Linked DNA regions of Mus musculus: region 1 is linked to region 2. The links are chromatin contacts, called in public Hi-C maps. All regions are on one chromosome and are shown on one strand. Each heading gives the region's core, a stretch centred on a gene start, on an enhancer-like site or on the middle of the called end of the contact. The rest is flanking DNA. Distances are from core to core; before and after follow the strand shown.

Evidence for each region. A called contact is a pair of places that touch in the nucleus more often than the background predicts.
Region 1: a contact with region 2 is called in a Hi-C map of 8-cell embryo, with 2.9 times the contacts expected there. The contact joins two enhancer-like sites. A contact is called at or near these places in 1 of 39 promoter capture datasets (embryonic stem cells), 4 of 484 Hi-C or Micro-C datasets (8-cell embryo, the G1E-ER4 cell line, cerebral cortex and 1 more) and 1 of 9 other capture datasets (embryonic stem cells).

Annotation. Positions count from the first base shown.
Region 1 is chr1:52,934,238-52,939,906 of GRCm38.p6, forward strand. All of the region lies in intron 1 of 1700019D03Rik (RIKEN cDNA 1700019D03 gene), which reads right to left. Among named protein-coding and RNA genes, the nearest start is that of 1700019D03Rik, 16 kb to the right of the region's middle. Within about 2 kb of position 4,219, at least 1 of the 459 cell types and tissues checked has an H3K27ac peak or open chromatin away from gene starts, as enhancers often do. A contact at or near this core is called in 8-cell embryo, where this site is marked.
Region 2 is chr1:52,854,841-52,860,515 of GRCm38.p6, forward strand. It overlaps Hibch (3-hydroxyisobutyryl-Coenzyme A hydrolase), which reads left to right. Exons shown (of 14, transcript NM_146108.2): 3 at 5,188-5,325. Among named protein-coding and RNA genes, the nearest start is that of Hibch, 13 kb to the left of the region's middle. Within about 2 kb of position 2,686, at least 21 of the 459 cell types and tissues checked have an H3K27ac peak or open chromatin away from gene starts, as enhancers often do. A contact at or near this core is called in 8-cell embryo, where this site is marked.

The DNA.
Region 1 (5,669 bases), core at 2,969-5,468, 81 kb after region 2:
ACAAACAAGCAAACAAACCTATATATAGCTTTAGGTTTCTAAGGTCTAACATGAAAGGCATGACCCATTAAATATCTTTGACCTCATTGGAATCAAAAGCTCTGCTCTTTAAAGACACTTTAATAAAATTAGAAGACTAGCTATAGACTTGGAGAAAACAGTGTAAAGGCTTTGATTAAGAACTGCAATCCAAATATGCAAAGAACTTTTAAAACTCAATTTAAAAAAAAAAACTGAACAGTCTGATCAAAATGTGCAAAATATCACCATTCCAAGTTAGACGCAGAGTAAGACGTACAGAAGGCAGGTCAACATGTAAGGATGTCATCACTAGGGAACTGCAAGTCAGAAGAGCACTGAGATGCAGTAGAAGAGTGATCAGTCCAAACAGCACCAGATGGGAGCAGAGATATGCAACAGAATCCTGTGCAGTGCAGGTGCAACTATAAAACGATGTCATCACTTTACATGACAGTTTAGCACTTTCTCACATAGTAAACACACTCCTACTACAGGACCCAATAATTTCACTCCTTGGCATTCATCCAAAGAAGCTGAAACTGTAGGTCCACATAAAATTCTTCGGAGAATAAAATTCTCCAATGTTTTTTTCATAACTGATTAGAAACAATTAGGACGCCCTTCAGTTGATGAATGGATACACTGTGGTCCATCTAGGTCACGGTAGTGTGCCCTTCCCCCAGCCTTGAGTTGGCTAAACAAGTCTCCAATGCTGGAGCCAGCTTCCCTAAATTTACGTCTTCCTGCCTGAGACCTAAGGGACTGTCCACCTGATGAGCTACTGCTGAAGAGCCTGTTTTGCAACAGAATCCAGCCAAAATAAAGATGGGCTTTTGGGGTTTGCCTATATAAAAGCAGAGTTGAAAAATTAATATTTGAGTCCTGATCAGAAACTTTGTTTTGGCTGGTTATTTTTCTTGTCCGCCCATTCTACTCCATTCCCAGCTCTTTTTCCATGTATATCTGGTTCTCCATGGTCACTGGATGGCTACAGTTGGTGCCCAACATGGGGTTGGACACAGAGAGACCAACTGAGGGACGCTGTCTTCAGTGGAGTTCCACAGAAAACAGTAGAAGTTCTGTATCCCGCACGGTGGTAAGCAACATACAGCATTAATGTTAGCACTATAAATTTAATTTTTTGAAGGCTGTTTATTGCAAGGGTGCAAAAAGGATACAGGCTAGTCTGAGTCAGAGTCGGCCCAACACTGATATCAGCTAGCAGTGACAGCACATTGGTATGAGGGGTTCTATACAGGCAATTGTCTGCAGTCAAGAACTGCATCAGGTGAGAGGAGTAGGGCATAAAATAAAATAAAATAAGTAAAAAACAACAACAAAAAAGGAGATGCTAGATATACAAATGACATGAGAGAGAGAGAGAGAGAGAGAGAGAGAGAGAGAGAGAGAGAGAGGCTGGAGAAATGGTCAGTGATTAAGAGCACTGACTGCTCTTCCAAAGGTCCTGAGTTCAATTCCCGGCAATCACATGGTAGCTCACAACCATCTGTAATGGGGATCTGATGCCCTCTTCTGGTGTGTCTGGAGACAGCAACAGTGTACCCACATACATGAAATAAATAATTCTAAAAAAATAAATAAATAAAAATGAATTTAAAAAAAGACCAGCCTGGGTTAGGTTGGCTGATGTAAGAGAGAAGGAAAAGGAATTTCAGAACTCTCCTAGGGACAGGAGGAAATTGGGAGATGCCCTGCTTCTTCTCTGGCCCCTACAGGAGACATCCTTAGTTCTGTTTACATCAAGTTCTCTTCCCTCTTTGTATTATCTGTCTTTGGTACACCAATCTGTCCATGTGTCAGTTTGTATCTGTTTTTGTTGTATTGTCTGAATGACTGTTGTTGTAAGTTTCATGTTGAAAAGAAAAAATGGTTAAAACTTTATCAGCTGGCTTTCCATCTCTTGATTCAGTCTCAGTCTGCACAGCAGAGGCTGATTTAAGTTGCCCTCCACTCTTAGCCAGGAGGAAGCATGGCAGAAGCTCTGATGAAAAGCTGCTTTTAAAGAGGGCCTCAAGTTCTAAGGCAAATAAGCTGATAGGTTTGTTTTTTGTTTTTTTTCCTAGAAAAATCTCTGCAATTGTGATTATTGGGTTCAGCAAATGACAAAGTGCTTTTTCTCTTGAAATTATATCTAGAAAACGTAAAAATTTTGTTTGGTCTAAACATATAGCCCCTTCATTTTGTTTCTGACTGGTCTTAAAGGTATAAATATGTTCTGCATGTCCTGGTCATAGAGTATTGGCCTATCCTGATAGTTGTAAAGGGTTTGCTTCTAGTGAGCTTATAATCATTGGAAAGTTTTGCCTCTGGGAATAGCCAATAGCCTTACATTATGTTAAAAAAAAAAAGATTGTTTCTGCTTCAATACAATAAGTTTGAATCCTTCAGAGTATAATATTCATTATATGGATATTTTATTAGCTAATCCCTCTGAAGGGGAATCTTACTACAAACATTTGTTCTTATACAATGAGCTTTAAAATTTTTGGAGTAGTTGTTGCTCCAGAAAAGATTCAGAGCAATATCCTTTTCAATATTTGGGGCCTTAGTTATATCCTAGAAAAATCATGGCACAGAAAATTCAAGAAAGAAAAGATGATTTGCTTACTTCAAATTGTTTTCAAAAGCTTCCAGGAGATGTTAATTGGCTAAGAGCTCACCTTTAGCTCCCCACAGGAGGACTTCAGCATTTGTTGGATGTTATCAAGGGGGATGTGAATTAACTGGTGAGGGATGAATAGCTTTAAAGAATGTAGAAGAAGCTGCTATAATCAATTGTTGGCTATTTATGTTATTGTTACTCAATGTGCCCACAGCAATTCTTTGGCAAAAAAAGAGCATTAATGTAGATTATTCTTTCTTCATTTCCAAATAAAGCTTTAACATCTTATTATGAAGCTGTTGTGGGATGAATAAAGAATTATAGGATAGAATCATGAAAGTATTTTGGAAAGAATGTCTTAAGAACCTGACTAAACATTCTAAGTATGCTTTTGTATTTCCTGTAAATTTATGCATGCATCCCATAAAGAATGCATCTACTGTATTTATAAACAGCCCTTCTATGGGAGAGAAGTATATGTGATTGGATCACATGTTTATTCTCACGAGTTTCCGTCTACTATAGCACAAATAATCAAGCTACATGCTGTAACCACTGTTTTTAAAGTGTTGAAAAATCAAGCTTTAATTTGTATATTGATAGCCAATATATATATTGCTTACAATTGCTTAAAATTATTCCTTTTTTAGACACTGCTAATTCTCAAATTTTACAATTGTTTATGCATAAACAACTCAAGTTAAGAGAAAGTACTGTTCCTTTAAAGGACTGTCTTTGGACATTTAAGAGTTCATCCTGAACTGCCTGGACCAGATCCCTTGTGGCAATGCCACAGCAGATTTGTACCCTGCCGCAGACCCTCTGGGTCCCTGTGTCTGCGTGGAACAGGGTCTCTCCACGCGGGTGGGCAAAGCGTGGATGAGCGACAAACAGACACACACAGGAGAGTTCGTGTAGAATCTGAGTGTAATTTTACAACTCGAGCATCAGACTTTTTATGCAGAGGACAATAAGGAAGTTGGGTGACATATTCGCAAGGTACAATTGAGGTAACCGGAATCTTACATAAAACAGAGGAATGCAAACACAAAAGGTCTAACAGGAACCACCTGGGATAGAATTCATTGATAACAGCTGGGATCAACAAGGGTTCCACCTAAGATTCACTAATCTTAGAAGCCAGGGTCAAGGGCTTCGCGCCCTTGCCATAGTTTCTATTTTAGTCTCTTGTATAGTCCACCTTCCCCTTAGGCCATTGTAAATACGAGTGTATGGGTGTAACTCTGCTACAGTTCTAAGCATCTATTTTGGTTTCTCCTTTGGTCTGAAACTTCCTTCTTCCTTAGTGATGGTAAATTCCTGTGTAAGGAGTGACTTAGCTTTTACAATCTTACTGAATTCCAAGACCATGATCTTGCTCAAGGACATTTCTAGGACTGTTGGAACACTGGCGGAAGGCTTTAGCCATGTCAGAATTCAATTTTAAAAAGCACTTATAATAGGAAAATACTCAAAGAGAGCACGTGGATCCATACACTAGACTAACGCGGGAATGGAAAATTAATGTATGGGTAGGGAATGCTAGACTCCAGGAGGAGAGTTTCCTTGAAACTCTTTTGCCTCATGAGTGACTTTTAAGCCTTTCGGCTTGTCCAGCTGACTCGACCAGAGAGCGTAACAGTACCCAAGGCAGATTGAAGGCCTTACACAAGAACAATTGGCCATATAATCTAATTCTTTACATCATCAAAATAGTAATGGCTTGAGACAATAATCTGATATTTTTAGAGAATGTGCATATCAAATTGTAAAGACTTGTTCTCAGTGTCCTCAGTTTCTACCTGTACCATGAATGGTGTTAATTTCTTAGGGCTTATACTTAATCAATTTTTGCAAGTAGAGAAGCAACTAAAAATGTAGTTATCCACCATGGCAGTTATTCATCACTATGAAGAAATACATTGGATGCATATTCATATGTCCTTTGGGGCTTTGGGCTGAATGGGAAGAAGGTGTGCTAATGAAGGCTAGTAGCCAGAGACTACTAGCAACTGTGGTTCTTGAGCTCCTATCAACTTAGGACAGAGTTGGCGCCAAAAGGCTGTGTTTGTTTAAATAAACACAAACAAGCTGTGCATGTTCTTAAAGATGGGTAAAAAGGAGTGATATAGATTCAGACCTAAGCCAGGCTCCAGTTGCCAGCCACCATATTTCCCAGACAGGATCAGAGCATAAGTAAATCTTGTGCTTCCTGTCCAGTTTAAAAAATAAAAAAAAAGGGAACTGTGCCCTTCCCCCAGTCTTGAGTTGGCTAAACAAGTCTCCAATGCTGGAGCCAGCCTACCTACATTTACATCTTCCTGCCTGAGACCTAAGGAACCGCCCATCTGAAGAACTGCTAAAGAACTAGTTTTGCAACAGAATCCAGCTGAGACAAAGCAACAGAATCCAGCCAGAACAAAGGATGGGCTTTTGGGTTTTCCCCCTATAAATTCAGGGTTAAAAAATTAAACATTGAGCCATGATCAGAGAAACTTTGTCTTAGCTTGTTATTTCTCCTGTCCACCCATTCTATTCCATCCCCAGCTCTTCTTCCAGGTATACCCAGTTCTCCATGGCCACTGGACAACTACAGTATAGTATTCAGCAATTAAAAAAAAAAAAATGTGGGGAGGCGACCTAAGCCACAGCAGCAGCGGTCGCCATCTTGGTCCGGGACCCGCCGAACTTAGGAAATTAGTCTGAACAGGTGAGAGGGTGCGCCAGAGAACCTGACAGCTTCTGGAACAGGCGGAAGCACAGAGGCGCTGAGGCAGCACCCTGTGTGGGCCGGGGACAGCCGGCCACCTTCCGGACCAGAGGACAGGTGCCCACCCGGCTGGGGAGGCGGCCTAAGCCACAGCAGCAGCGGTCGCCATCTTGGTCCGGGACCCGCCGAACTTAGGAAATTAGTCTGAACAGGTGAGAGGGTGCGCCAGAGAACCTGACAGCTTCTGGAACAGGCAGAAGCACAGAGGCGCTGAGGCAGCACCCTGTGTGGGCCGGGGACAGCCGGCCACCTTCC
Region 2 (5,675 bases), core at 1,436-3,935:
AGGCAAGCACTTCATCACTGTGCTGCAGTTTTAACATTTAAACTGACTTCCAATTTTAGTTTATGTTTAGGATCCATCTTACCATTTTTAATTATGTCTATGTGTGTCTGTGTATGTGAATGCAGGTGTGCACAGTGGCAGATTCCCCTAGAGTTGGAGGTGTAGGCACTTATGAGGAATTGTATAAGAACAGTATACATTCTTAACAACTGAGCCATCTCTCCAGCCTCTATGACTTCTAATTTTATACTATACCCTGTTCTTATGTGTTGCCACTATATTTTGTAGGGTGAACCTGGGAGAGTGGAGCCTAAAAATAGCCAATTGTATTCAGAGCATCAGACAGTTTATGTTCTGAGGGCAATTGTAAGTGGGAAGCAAGGTCATATGAATAAAGTTCACTTGGGTTTAAGTTGTAGACAAGAAGACAACTCATGGTTGGAGACATCATTCTGAATAATAAAGGGTGAGATGATGGATGTCTAAATTAATAACCGGCTGAAGCTTTGATTGGTCAGGTTTATTGAGGAGGGGTTTGGAGTCAGAGGTCAACCATTTAGCAAATTTTTCTCTAAGGGAGTAAAACTTAATTCTCTGGGACTGGTGACAAACTCTCTGGGGCCAGTGCAGAGCAAGGGAGCAAAATTTAATTCTCTGGGGCTGATGAAAAGGGAGGCAAACACACACACACACACACACACACACACACACACACACACACACGCACACAGTGGATGAAGCAAGGTTTCAACAAGCTCCAACAACTTTATTTTTTCTCCCACAACTTATATATACTAGCAAAATCTTTCAAGCAATATAAAATATACAATGTGGTTACCTTCTATTTTTCTTTTAAGTGAATGAGTATAATGAATATATATGTATGTATATAAACACACACATATCACATTCCTCAATGCCCTTACATGATTAAACATTTTCCATATTACAAGTGAAAAACTAATATTTCAAAAAACCCACATCCATTCATGTCTAAGCAACTTGTTACAGATTCACAAAGTGTAAGCAAGCAACATTATTTTTCTCAGCCAGTTTCTTTTACTGGCAGGCAGCAATTCGAGGTTATAAAGAAAGGGTAATTCATCTTAGTATTTATCTTAAAAAGTAATCTTATAAAAAAATTCTTCAAAGATCATAAATCTAAACTTTTATATGAAAAAACAGTCATTTCTACTTTAAATCCCCAGAGTGTGCACATTCAACATAAAAAAAAAAATCAGGAAGCCAAGGGCAAAAATGGGTTCAAGAAATGAATCATCACCTTCATCATCAGCCCGTCTGCTAGTACTGGCCGGGCTGCCATTGTCCTTATTCCCTGTCCTCAAAAAAAAAAAAAAAAAAAAAAAAAAAAAAAAATCCCTTGCTCGATTATCAAAAGTGTGCTTTTCTGAATTTTTAAATTGTTCCCCAAGTTTTCTATATCAAAACCATTAAAGGAGCCTATTAACCTACCTTTACTAGCAATCTACATCTCTGCATTTTTTTCTAAGGGTGGTGGTTGAATGACTAATCGGCTCCACTAGCAATACTCGGAAAATAGCAATCACTATTATTGTAAGTGCCAATAACACTACCCAGTGAGGAGATGGAAACCCCTTATAGTCTTCATACAGCTCATAGATGATAAAGATTCTGATGACCAGGAAGGCAACAAGGAGAGAAAAACTCCACAAGAGCAGGAAGTCCTCCTCAGGGCACATAGTCCTCAGGGCTCTGCCTCTCCAAGGCGCACACATCATGACTGTGCTAGCCAGTGGGCAGCATTCCGTGAGTTCTAAAGCTGTTTTGCTGCTCCTCTGGCACGACACCCAGTAAAACCCATTTCTGTTATTATATGAAATAGGCACGGAAGCACATCCTAAGAACAATTCAAGTCATGGAGGAACGGAGATTACAACTCTTGGACTGTGTGAGGTTTAAAATATTGTCTGTAGATAAAGGAAGGTGCTAAGATGGTGGTGTTATGAGCGCTGGCAGTTGTGTATGTGTGTCTGAATCATACAAAGCTGCTGGGTAGTTAAGAGTCATGTCCTTACAGGCACAGTGCTTACTTCACATAGCATAGCTCTTTTGTAGCCTCCCAGTTTTAGTTTCAATGACCTTTTTATTTCACTTTTTTGTTTTTAAAATATTTGACATGGCCAGGGGTAGTGGCACACATCTTTAGATTTATTTATTTTATGCATATGAGTACACTGTTGCTGTCTTCAGACACACCAGAAGAGGGCATCAGATCTCATTACAGATGGTTGTGAGCCACCATGTGGTTGCTGGGAATTGAACTCAGGACCTCTGGAAGAGTAGTCCATGCTCTTAACCACTGAGCCAACTCTCCAGCCCCTCAGTGACCTTTTTAAACAGTGATGCTGAAGCTCTTAGAGCATTAGGGTACCATTCATACAGATATATATCAGTGTATCTAATCTGCTTCTAAATGACAGTCTATACATTGAAGACAGCTGTCAGTTCTGTAGTTACGGGAATGCTGATGAAGTAGTCCTGTGTGAGACCCTAAGCCAGTGTGTAGACAGCATCTTTCCAATTCAGAACATGCAAACCTGTGCTGGAGTGATGGCTCAGCAGTTAACATCCCTGACTGCAGTTCTAAAGGTCCCGGGTTTAAATCCCAGCAACTGCATGGTGGCTCTCAATGCTCTGAGGTGGTTTTCGCTGCTCTATTGTGGCTGTCTGAACACAGTGACAGTGCACCAATAGTAATAAAATCAATACACCTTTAATAGGAAAAAAAAAAAAAAGAACGTGCAAACCTGAAGCTTTGTGACCTGGCCTTGCTGCTTGTCTGTCTGTACTCCTATTGTACATTTTCTTGTCCAGCCTTTGTTTCACTCATGTTTACCATCTTAGTATTTCCAGATACTTATGTTTATGGTTAGTACTTAACATTGTCCTACCCAGAATTCTCACCTCCCTCATTTCGGTCAAAGCTCAGGCCAGATGCTATTTTAGTCAAGATATCAATAGCTACTATATAGTAAGATTATTTGCTCTCTCCATTTTCTAAGCACTTAATGTAGAATTTGAAATTTGTAACAAACTACAAGATTTAAGAGTATTTCATAGTCCAAGGAGCTCTAGGAAAGGCTATGTTGTAGATTAGTTGATTCAATCCACTTAGAAATAAGATATTAACTCCTTGCATGCTATATCCACTCCAGTAGTGACAAGTGCGACAGGCCCTAAAACCTGGGTGCTGTCCTGAGGCGAAAAGTTCACAGAAACTTAGTCTCCTAGCATCCTGTATAAAGAATGCTCCAATGTCCTTGCTTTAGTTGGTAAACAGATCTGTGTGCTTTCCCTTAATATTGCTTTATTACAAGTGCTCCTAAGGATTGATATTTTGACTTATAGCTAAGTTAGATTCTAGGCAGTCCTTGATCAGACCTTGGGCATGGATAGCTAAGTCACTGCCCTACACAGAAATTTACCATTATCTAGGAAGAAGGAAGTTTGTGACCTAAAGAGGAACCAGAGTAGATACTTAGAACCGTAGATAGTTGCGCTACACCCATACACAAGTATTTACAATGGCCTAAGGGGAAGGTGGACTTTACAATAGACTAGAATAGGAACTAGGCATGAAGCCCTTGCCCCTGGCTTCTAACATTAAGTGGACCTTAGGTGGAGCTGTTTTTGATTCCAGTTGTTAACATTGAATTTTATCCCAGTTGGTTCCTGCTAGTGCTTCCGTGTTTGCATTCCTCTGTTTTGTGTAAGAATCCAGTAACCTCTTTGTACCTTGCTGGTGTGTCACCCAACTTCCCTATTTTCTTCTATATAAAAAGTTTGATGCTCGATTTGACAAATTACATTCAGATTCTACACAATCTTGTGTGTCGCTTCTGTTTGTCACTCCTTGACCACCTGCAACCAGAGACCCATTCCACGCAGATAAGAGACCCAAAAAGGGGATAGTCTGTGGCACTTACATGGGTATTTTGTTCCCCATTCTAAGGAGGGACGAAGTATTCACCCTTTGGTATTCCTTCTTCTTGAGTTTCATGTGTTTTGCAAATGTATCTTGGGTATTCTAAGTTTCTGGGCTAATATCCACTTATCAGTGAGTGCATATCATGTGAGTTCTTTTGTGATTGGGTTACCTCACTAAGGATGATATTCTCCAGATGCATCCATTTGCCTAAGAATTTCATAAATTCATTGTTTTTAATAGCTAAGTAGTACTCTATTGTGTAAATGTACCACATTTTCTGTATACGTTCCTCTGTTGAGGGACATCTGGGTTCTTTCCAGCTTCTGGCTATTATAAATAAGGCTGCTGTGAACATAGTGGAGCATGTGTCCTTATTACAAATTGGAACATCTTCTGGGTATATGCCCAGGAGAGGAATTGCTGGATCTTCTGGTAGTACTATGTCCAATTTTGTGAGGAACCACCAGACTGATTTCCAGAGTGGTTGTACCAGCTTGTAATCCCACCAACAATGGAGGAGTGTCCCTAGACTGCCCCATCCGGGGATCCATACCATAAACAACCACCAAACGCAGACACAATTGCATATGCCAGCAAGATTTTGCCCACAGGACCCTGATATAGCTGACTCTTGTGAGGCCATGCCAATGCCTGGCAAATACAGAAGTGGATGCTTAGAGTCATCTATTTGGATGGAACACATGGCTCCCAATGGAGGAGCTAGAGAAAGTACCCAAGGAGCTGAAGGTGTCTGCAACCCTATAGGAGGAACAGCAATATGAACTAACCAGTACCACCAGAGCTTGTGTCTCTAGTTTCATATGTAGCAGAAGATGGCCTAGTCGGCCATCATTGGTAGGAGAGGCCCTTGGTCTTGCGAAGATCATATGCCTCAATACAGGGGAATACCAGGGCCAGGAAGTGGGAGTGGGTGGGTTGGAGAGCACGGTGGGGGGAGGGTATAAGGGACTTTTGGGATAGCATTTGAAATGTAAATGAAGAAAATATCTAATAAAAAATGAAAAAAAAAGATATTAAAAATTTTGGAGGTGTGCATGGTTTGCTTGGAGACTCCTCCATGTGTTTAATCTGAGAAGCCTTTGTTGGGCATCTCTAGGTAGACACTCCTCTAGTTATGCTTGAAAGATGTGCACTTGGTGTGTGTTTTGCTGTGGGTGTATGATGAACCTTAATGAAGTTATTCCTTGTTCACTTAGAGAATGTCCATGCACACAGAAGCTGCAGAAGTGCTGCTGGAGAGGAGAGGCTGTGGAGGCGTCATAACGCTCAACAGACCCAAGTTCCTCAACGCACTGAGTCTGAATATGATCCGGCAGATCTATCCACAGCTAAAGGTCTGCAATAGTCTGAATGCATCAGGTCAAGCCTTCTGAAGTCCATTGTAGGAGAACATTCCTGGTATTTCACTGTAGGACCCTGCTACATCAGCACCAATGATGCTTTCCCGTGGAATCTATTCCACTTACTGTCTTAGGAGACACCTTTTCCTTCACTTAGCTCTTACATGTTTCTCTTTGTGTTCTGCCACATCTTCATCTCACTGATCTTTTAGACAGAGTTCCTAGAGATCAGTGTACTGAATGAAAAGAAGAAAGAAAAAGGAAGGACATGACTGTCCCTAGGTATGGTGTACAAGAAGGTTTACTGTAGATAAATGGGCTATCAGAGCCAGAGGCAGGATATT